Linked DNA regions of Cricetulus griseus: region 1 is linked to region 2. The links are chromatin contacts, called in public Hi-C maps. All regions are on one chromosome and are shown on one strand. The core of a region is the stretch at or near the end of the contact, and the rest is flanking DNA. Distances in the headings are between cores, read along the strand shown. Region 1 holds the start of Pdia6 (protein disulfide-isomerase A6). Region 2 holds the start of CUNH2orf50.

Region 1 (4,768 bases), core at 838-3,337, 210 kb before region 2:
AAAAAACAACAAATTTTATTAATATTTTCATACTGATTGAGTATGTGCTGAAATGATGGGTAAAATACAGATGATCAGGACTTAGTGACAGCATTCTAACTGAGAGGTATGTATGGAGACTATGTCACCATGTGACAAAGGCACAGATAGGGGCAGCTAGGACATCAATCATTAGGGCGTAGAATCCAATGGGGTTGCCACCATGAATATGGTCATTGTGCAATGTTACCTCTTCTGCTTCAGTTGTGGCTCCTAGAAATAGGATTACATTGTATACAAAGTTGCACCATTACAATTTCTATTGGATGGTGCTGTTCCGCAAAGGGAATAGTAGTTTGCCTCCAAGTGCTGGGATTTAAAGACATGTGTTACCAGGTCCAGAGAGTTCTACTACTTACAAGACTGTTTAAAGATGTTTATGAAATTGTTACGAATCCCTATCGGCTCAATACACTATGTCTTGTGAGAATTTCAGAGCCAGAAAAAAAATTAGAAGTTATGGACACTTTGTACACAAAGTTTATGGACTATTACCTCCAACACTAGAAACTTGTTGCAGTCTACTTCTGACTGGTGGTCACCCTAAGTTTTAAGGTATTTAGGTCTTAGAACTTTGATAAGTGTTGTTTCTAATGGGTAGCCACCTGTTAAGGGAAGCTCAGAGAACTAGGTGAAGTGTAAAGCCAAAAAAATCTAGGAACTGTCTAGGAAAACAAATTGTCCATGCACAAGAAATGCCTTCCTGAGGCATGGAGTCACTGTCCATCCCTGAGGATGCCGGCAGAGGATACACATTCTCCCCTGACGCCTAAATGGTCAAGAGAAGCAGAACCACCCGATTCTGTCTCAGTGTGATGGCTCCAAGAAGATCTACCAGGGTCAGGGAGGTGCAAACACACTGCCGTTGGCATCTGCTCACCAACCAACAACCCCCTTCCTGGGGGGGGGGGGCTGATTTACTATGCAGAGTAGGTCAATGCTGACCCATCAAGTTCTGTTTCACAAGGCCACTCTACACAGTGACAATGAGCACCTCCAGGAAACAGAACTCCTGGGGTCCACACTCCATGCGTACAGATGGTTGTGCCATCTGTGGCTTCCCATTCAATCTCCGTAGCCGTTAAGGGTGTTATAAATTCACGCCTGTAACATTTCTGCCTGGCACCCGCCTGCAGCAGGGTGTCCAAAAAGAAAAGAAAAATAGGGGACTGACTACCTGATTAAAATAATGAGTTAATTGATAGGCTCACTTTCATAAACACTCACGGGAAAACTAGAGATTAAATCTTTCCCTCTCATCTGCTCTCCACAGTAACCCAGCAAGTACTTCTTAAACACGTACTACCTACCGCTCATAGGGTAAGCACGGTTTAAAAAGAAAAAAAAAAGAAAGAAAGAAAAAAAAAAAAAGGCAGAGAGGCGAGAAAACGTGCTCCCGGTCACAGACAGTAAACGAAGGGGGAGGGAGTGCAGGGACCCATCTCCCCTACTTTCCAGCCAGGATCTAGGCTGCGTTAAGTAATGTCTGAGAGTTTAGGGCCGCAAACAAAGACAGCCGGGGAGGGAGGGAACCCCCAAATTCACCCACTGGGTCGCTAAACATCATTCCGGGGCATCTGGGTGGACGCTCAAAGGCTTTAAAAGTGCTCAGGTGCGGTGAGGCCTCCCTTGGAGGGCACTGGCCACCTTCGGTTTGCATCTCAGAACCGGCTTCTGCTACCGGCGTCTGTAAGTGAAGGCTGAGGTGGACCGGTGGACCGGTGGTGGCTCGCACTCGGGGTGAGCAGAAGCTGCGAGTCCCCGGCTCCCCGGGGCCTCCTGCAGAGGGCCCAGTCGGGCCTCTCCCACCCCGCCAGCAGAGAAGTCCCCAGGCCGGCCCGGCACTCTGTCCCCACCGCTCGGGCCTGCTCAGCGGCCCCGGGCCCTCCGACCTCCCCCGGCCCAGCCTCCCACCGCAGGCCCGCGCTTACCGAACCCAAGGCGAGCCATGCCGAGAAGCCGCATTCTGTCCGCGCCGCCGCCGCTCCGGCTCTGCCGCGCCCACGTCCCGCCCTCGGCTTCTAGCGGGCGGTGCGCCGGCGCGCGGGGGCGGGCCGGAAGGGCTCGCCGCGCCGTGGCCGCCGCTCATTGGTCTCTGTGGACTTCGCTCGCGTGCCTGGCCAATGGGAAGCGGCCGGGTAGAGGTTACCGGTTTGGTTTTTTTTTTCTTTTTTTTTTTCCTTCGTGGGGCCAGGGACCAGCGGTGGAGTGGAGCTGGGCGGGGCGAGGATGGGCGGGGAATGAAGGGGCAGGACCAAAGGATGTTCTGAGCTGTCCCTGCGGGTCCCCCTCGTCCCCTTAATTTTTCCTGAGCTAACTGGAAATCCAGGGCTGAGTCTTCATTTCTCCCAGTTCCTCATTCTCTTTCCTCTTTGCCTCTCTCGTGGCCCCTTCCAGCCCTCACTTTTTGACCTGTCTCTTATGTTGGGAGACTAGCCCCGGGTCCTCAGTGTATTTACGGCCTTATTAAATGACATATTTATTCCTTTGTACGCGGAAACCCTTTGCCGAGCTTATTCTGTATAAAGCACCTTTCCACACTTATTTTGTTAAATTGACCGCAAAGCCTTGCTCACTCACGTGACCCTGGGACCCTCAGAGCTTTAAAGAGCTGTGGGAGGTGGCCAAGGTGGGGGCTAAAATGCATCATCTGGCCGAGAGTGCTTTGCAATATTTACAAAGGTGTTTTAAGGCGAACACAGTAAGACACAATTAAAAATAATGTCTGGGGATGCAGTTCTGATGGTAGAGTGCTTGCCTAGTATACATGAAGCCCTGGAGTAGATTTCAGGCGCCCAGAAACACACCGTGGTGACTGTGCTGGCTAGTTTTATAGCAGCTTGACTCAAGCTAGAGTTGGAGGGAACTTCAATTGAGGAAATGTTGCCATAAGAACCAGCTGTAGGGCATTTTCTTCATTAGTGATTGAGAGCCCAACTCACGGTGAGGGGTCCATCCCTGGGCTGGTAGTTCTGAGTTCTGTAAGAAATCAGGCTAAACAAGCCATGAGGAACAAGACACTAAGCAGCACCCCTCTAAGGCCTCTGTCTATTAGACACAAACTAGAGTCATTTGGGAAGAAGGTACCTCAATTAAGGAATTGCTTCCATCTGTAAGGACAGTGGGTATGTCTGTGCAGGCTTTTTTTTTTTTTTTTTCCCGATAATCCATGGAGGAGGGCCCAGCCCACTGGAGGCAGTGCCTCCCCAGGACAGATCAAGCCAGGAGGCAGGGGTCCTGTGTGGTCTTAGCTTCAGTTCCTGCCTCCATGCCTCTTGATAGATTCTAACCCAAATTAACTGTTTCCTTCCCAAGCTGCTTTTGATCAGTGTTTTATCACAACAGAAAACAAACTAAGATAGCCTAACTGTGCCAGGTACTGTTGGAGTCACAGCCACTGGCCAGGGAGCACACAGCTTACACAGAGGCCCGGGTGACAAAGGCACATTGTACTGCTGTGTTCCTGAGTTCTGATTCAATGAAGACCCTGGTACCATGGAACCCAGAATTAATCCCTTTTTTGTTTGTTTGCTTGCTTCTTCGGTGTGGTAAAAACGTACACACAATTGGCTGCTTTGCGTTTTCCCACAGTGCTGGGTATCAGACCCAAAGGTCACAGGTGCTATCAAGCATTCTGCCACTGAGCTAGCTATGTCCCCAGCTCCTCACTAGTATCCACACCCAGGTTTTTCCTTGTTCTAAACCAAAATTCTGCCCATAAGAACTTCACATTCCTCCCTCCCCCTCATCCCTGCTCATCATACTTTCCTGCTCATAAACTTGGCTAATGTAAGTGCTTTGTGCAAACTGGGTCATTTTTGTCCTTCTGTAGTCTATTTACTACATACAACATGGCACATGTATGCTGCTGCACATGTGTTCAAAGTCTCTCCATATTATAGCATGTGTTAGATTTTCATTTCTTCCTAAGGCTGACTGATTTTCCATTGCAGGAATGAACCATGTATTCTTTACCCATTCCTCTGTTGATAGGCATCTGGGGGCCTCTTGCTTTTCAGTGTTAATACCACTGTGAGCATTGATGTTCAGGTAGCTTCAAGTCTTTGGGAATATAGCAGGAGCACAATTGCAGGTTCCGGTTGTAATTCTTGTGATTTACATTAGAGAAATTGTTACAATGTTTTTTCACAGCAGCCGCTCCACCTGACACCCCTGCTCACAATGTATAATTTGTATCCTGCTTTTTCCTCCATCAATCTGAGTAGAAGTCAGGTGTGAGGCCTCCAAGCGGATTGAGAACCAGTGTGTGGCTAGCTGTGGGTGCCCTTCCCCACTGCCATGAGATCAGTGGTACTCTGATAGAGGCTACTCCATCCTCAGGCCCTGTGATGTCCTATGGAACAGAGTGGAAGCTTGGCTATAAGAGACACAGAGCCTGGGAGGGAAGCAGCCTGTCACTGGAGTAAGCCACCAAAGTTCAGCTCCATACTTTCTGCTGCAAACCCCGGTCCATCCTGACTATTGTTGCATCTGAGCTCTATGGCTCTGGGATACTGGATATGCTTTTGTCTATTCTTGTTTTCTTAAATATAAAAGTGATGATTCCTTCCCGCTACAGCCGGTTCTTTCACTTAGCACAGAATGCCTGAGTGCCTACTGTACACACAACTGTGCTCATGGCTTGACCTCAGGGACCTCACAAATGAGACACATGGAGCTGTATAGCTCAGTTAGTGGAGTGCTTGCCTCATGTGCCAGGAGGTCCTAG
Region 2 (4,632 bases), core at 916-3,415:
TTTTTCTGTGTAGCTCTTGAACCTGTCCCGGCACTCCCTGTAGACCAGGCTGGCCTTGAACTCACATAGTTCTACCTGCCTCTGCCTCCGAAGTGCTGGGATTAAAGGCATACACCACCACCACCCAGACTGACAACTCTTACGAAGGAAAACAATTAATTGAGTGGCTTAAAGTTCCAGAGGTTTAGTCCATTGTCATCCTGGTGGGGAGGCAGACATGGTGCTGGAAAATTTGCTGAGAGTCCTACATCCTGATCCACAGGCAACAGAAAGCAGACATAGGAGACCTCAAAGTCCACCCCCACTACAACACACTTCCACCAACAAAGCCAAACCTCCTCCACCAAGACCATGTCTCCTAATAATGCCACTCCCTTTGAGTTTATGGAGACCAACTGCATTCAAACTACCACAACATGTCTATCCACCCCCTCAGATAGGGATCCCACAACAGAGACCAAAGTATGGATACCACAAAAGTCCAACTTGGTGAATCACTGGGTTTGGGGGGATTATTTAAGGGCATATGGATGAGAGGTCACTCACAGAGGTAGTGACTCAGAGACAGCTGCGTCATTAAAGCCTACCCAAGCATGGTGACAGCTCACAAAAGCTGGGAACCTAGAGCACACAACAGGCAGCTCTACATGTTGGAGAGTGTGTTTTCCAGGTGGCTCAGTTGTGGCCTCTGGTTCTTCCAGGCAGCTTGGTTTCTCTGAAAGTGGGTCCTATCAGTACTTGCTATATTGTTTACTGTTGGGAAAGGCAGAGCCTGGTGAATCTGGTCAGTTTCAGGGACTTCCTGAAGCTATTTTGAGTTGTTTACTTTTGGTCTTATGGAGCTTGCTTGCAAGAGAGAAAACTGCTTCTCAGCATGAGACCTGAAGCTAGAAGAGTCGTGTAGGTGCCACCGATTGGCCGAGCCCCAGGCACCAGAGCATCCCTCCACTTTGGGCACCTCTGTCTGCACCTGGTTATTTCTGTTCTCCCCTGGGGGTGCAGAGAAGGAGCGCCCTGCTGAGCAGGAGTTAGGCATGGAGTGTCAGGGAATGAATGAGGGGTCTATCAACAAACCCTTCCATGATGCACCACGGTGGTGAGGAAGAGGGGTAGAGTGGCTGGAACAGAAGTTATGGGAATGTCTGGGTTTGGCTAAGTTGGGGGAAAAAAAAAAAAAGCTACTGGTGCCGCTGAGGGAGCTGGACTGCTCGGGTTAGAGAAGAAACAGAAGTGGGGTCTGCATCAGTACCTTAAGTCCTCAGTATGCCTTTTTTTTTTTTTTTTTCTAGACAGGGTTTCTCTGTGTCGCTTTGGAGGCTATCCTGGCACTCTCTCTGGAGACCAGGCTGGTCTCGAACTCACAGAGATCCGCCTGCCTCTGTCTCCCAAGTGCTGGGATTAAAGGTGTGCGCCACCAACGCCCAGCCTCAGTATGCCTTTTATGACCAGCTAAACTCAAAGCCACCTGGACGGGTCACTTGCCGCTGTTGGATTCTTACCTGCAGACTAGGTTTAGGAAAGCCTTCCTTCTTGGCTGGAGTGTGACTCAGTGGTAGAGCATATGCCTACAAATGCTGCCCCCAGCTGGTCGGCAGGATCAATGGCAGGGCTCCATGGACTTTCAGAAGGAACATTGGTGTCCTGGCTAGTTTTATGTCAACTTGACACAAGTGAGAGCTATCTGAAAGGAGGGAACCTCAATTGAGAACATGCCTCCAAGATAAGATTCAGCTGTAGGGAATTTTCTTAATTACTGATTGATGGGGAAGGCCCAGCCCACCCAGGCTGGTGGTCCTGGGTTCTGTAAGAAAGCAGGCGGAGCAAGCCATGGGGAGCAAGGACCTCTCCATGGCCTCTGCATCAGCGATCTGCAGGTTTTAGCCCTGTTTGAGTTCCTATCCTGACTTCCTTCTGTGATGTGGAAGTGAAAGCCAAATAAACCCTTTCCTCCCCAAGTTACTTTAAATAGACAATTGATAGGATGACTTCACTTCCTGCCCTGGCCTCACATCTGTCAAGGCCCCGGGGCGCCTCCCCTGGGAGCCTGCGGTGTCCACCAGGGGGCAGCACAAGATCGTGCTCCTCTCACCTGCCCACGCAGCTCTCCGGAGCACCGCCTACTGGGTCTGTCCCGCCCTCCGGCCCAGGGGAGGGCTGGACAAAGCACAGACAATCTGCACCCCACAAAGGGGCTCAGATGTCTTCAGCGAGCACTCAGTGGGGTCCGCCCCTTCCCGTGTGCACCCGGGAGCCTCCTGTTCCCTGGGCGACAGTCAACACAGACTGGGCCAGCAGAACACAGCTGGGCGCAGATGCTGCCCCAGCCTGGAGAGTTTCTGTCCACATCAGTCACTCATTCTGAGCTCGGGATCCGTTGTGAAGATCTTGTGCAGGCTTTCCTGGGATAAGGAATCTCAATCAGTCTCTCTTCTCTCTTCTCTCTCCCTCTCCTATTCTCCTCAGTCCCCCATGGGCAGCCAACACGCTGGGCTCCCAAGAGCCACAACATCCGGACACGGACTGCGTCCTACCAGGCATCTTGCCTCAGTTTCCAGGGCTCGGGATGGCCCTGCAGCAAGCCGGGGTCATGCTGGTGGCTGCCAGGGTGCCACAGCCCCTGGTGTGCAGCAGGACCAGCTGTGGAGGGAGCTTGTGGAAGCCGAAGCCCGAGGCCAGCAGCGGTGGTGAGTGACCTGCCCCTGCCTCCCTCCTCCCGCAGTCCCGCGCCCCCAGCTGCTTTGGTGCTGGGGAAAGGGAGAATATATGGAAAAGAGATAAGAGGGGGAGAACTTGAAAGTAGGATGCAAGGAAGGCCTGCTCAGACCCAGACTGGATCTGAATTTGCTACAAGAGCCCAGGGCCTTGGTCCCAGCAGGTGGCTGGGAATAGAGACATAGAGAGGGCTCTGATCCCATCTCCCAACTCATAGCAACCTCCCCAGATGGACATGGCAGGTGAGATGGGAGGAAGCTGGTGGTGCATAGCTAAGGCACTGCCTGAGCAGGGATGCTAGCTAGGGGGTGGGAGTGGGTGTGGGGGCCTCCTCCATGCTTTCAGCTTGATGGTAGTCATCACGAGCATAAGAAGGGAAAAGAGTATGGTGGGTCCTCAAAAACTCTAAATAGAAAAAATACCATACCATCTAATAATCACCACCTTGGATATAGAGCTGAAGAAGACAAGACTAGAATGGCAAAGAGGCTCATGGTTCCAGAGGGTTAGCTTCTTTGACCATCATGGCAGAGAGCATGGCAACAGGCAGGCAGCCATGGCACTGGAGCAGTAGCTTAAGTCGGTATTCAAAAACCAACTGGGACTAGCATGGGCTTTTTAAGCCTCAAAGCCCTGCTCCTGTGATGCATCTCCTCCAGCAAGGCCATACCTCCTAATCCTTTCCAAACAGTTCTACCAACTAGGAACCAAGTATTCAAACACATGAGACTTATGGGGTCCATTCTCACTCAAACCACTACAAATGGTGACCACTCAAGCCTGTAACCCAAGCACTACGAAGGCAGAGAGAGAAGGATCAGAACTCCTTTAATCTGGGCACTCAGAGGCAAAGGCAGGCAGATCACTGTGAGTTCAAGTTCAAGGCCAGCCTAGTCTACAGAGTGAGTTCCAGGACAACCTCCAAAGCAGAGAAACCCTGTCTTGAAAAACCAAAACAAACAAACAAAAAAATGTCAAGGCCATCCTCAGTGAGTTCTAAGCTAACCCAGACAAATGAATAAATAAGAAAACTGTAAACTTGAAGTGTTAAACACATCTGGAGTAAGAAGAATTTGTGGAAATTACTAAAACAAGATAGAAAACTTCTCTGGTCACTCTGTGGGCTGTTCCAAAATACAGCACAGGCATTTGGCACGTATTGTGATTACGTAGCATTTTAACTTCTCCATAGAGACTTAAAGATATGGTGAAAGTCAATCTTAAGAATATTCCAGAAAAAAACAAAACAAAAAACACTCACATTCCTGTGCGTTCCTTTCCAGGGCTGAGAACTGGGGTTTCCTGAAAGACTATGACCCTTTGGTAAGGTACCACGTCCCTCAGAAAACTGCTTACAGCATGAATATTCATTCTTTCTTTATTTTCTCACGGGGCCTGTGACCTGAGATGTCTCCTCTCCTCAGGGAAATAAGAAGGAGCCTAAAGAGCTTCCTACAGACATGCCTTTCTTCTCAGACACGGTCCCCAGCTCCACGAGCCGGGAGGTGGGCAGCAGGCTGGACACGACCCTGGGGAGAGTCCTCACTCAAATGGACTTCTTCTTCATGGAAGGCACCCGGAAGAGGAAGCCAGAGAATGAGCTGCAGCCAGTGTAGAGATCTCAGGGCAGCCGGCAGCCGGTGGGTGTGGCGTGGACTAAACCCAGGCAGCCCTCAGAGCATGGGAGGAGGGTTTCAGAACACCCTGGGACACAGAACCTCAGCCCTTCCAGGACCCCAGGGATTCTTTTCTGGGAAGGGAACCCAGTGCTAAGTGTGGTAGAGCGTGTCCAATGGGTTCAGTCTGACCTTGTAGCCATGAGCTTGTTGACAGCTTCTGCCTCTGTCTGCATTGGGAGGCGGTGGGGAGAGCTGGTAGTACACCGCCTTGGGATCTGACCTGAAGGCTGCAGTCTTCTTT

What was found. A called contact is a pair of places that touch in the nucleus more often than the background predicts.
Region 1: a Hi-C map of the CHO-K1 cell line shows a contact between it and region 2, with 6 times the contacts expected there. The contact joins the promoter of Pdia6 here to the promoter of CUNH2orf50 in region 2. A contact is called at or near these places in 6 of 8 Hi-C or Micro-C datasets (the CHL-YN cell line, the CHO-K1 cell line, the CHO-S cell line and 2 more).

The regions. Positions count from the first base shown.
Region 1 is chr7:26,432,141-26,436,908 of CriGri-PICRH-1.0, reverse strand. Pdia6 (protein disulfide-isomerase A6) reads right to left here and starts at 2,087. Exons shown (of 13, transcript XM_027424676.2): 1 at 1,971-2,087. The coding sequence starts at 2,004.
Region 2 is chr7:26,227,046-26,231,677 of CriGri-PICRH-1.0, reverse strand. CUNH2orf50 reads left to right here and starts at 2,165. Exons shown (of 3, transcript XM_027424672.2): 1 at 2,165-2,684; 2 at 3,996-4,035; 3 at 4,137-4,632. The coding sequence starts at 2,470. The coding sequence ends at 4,328.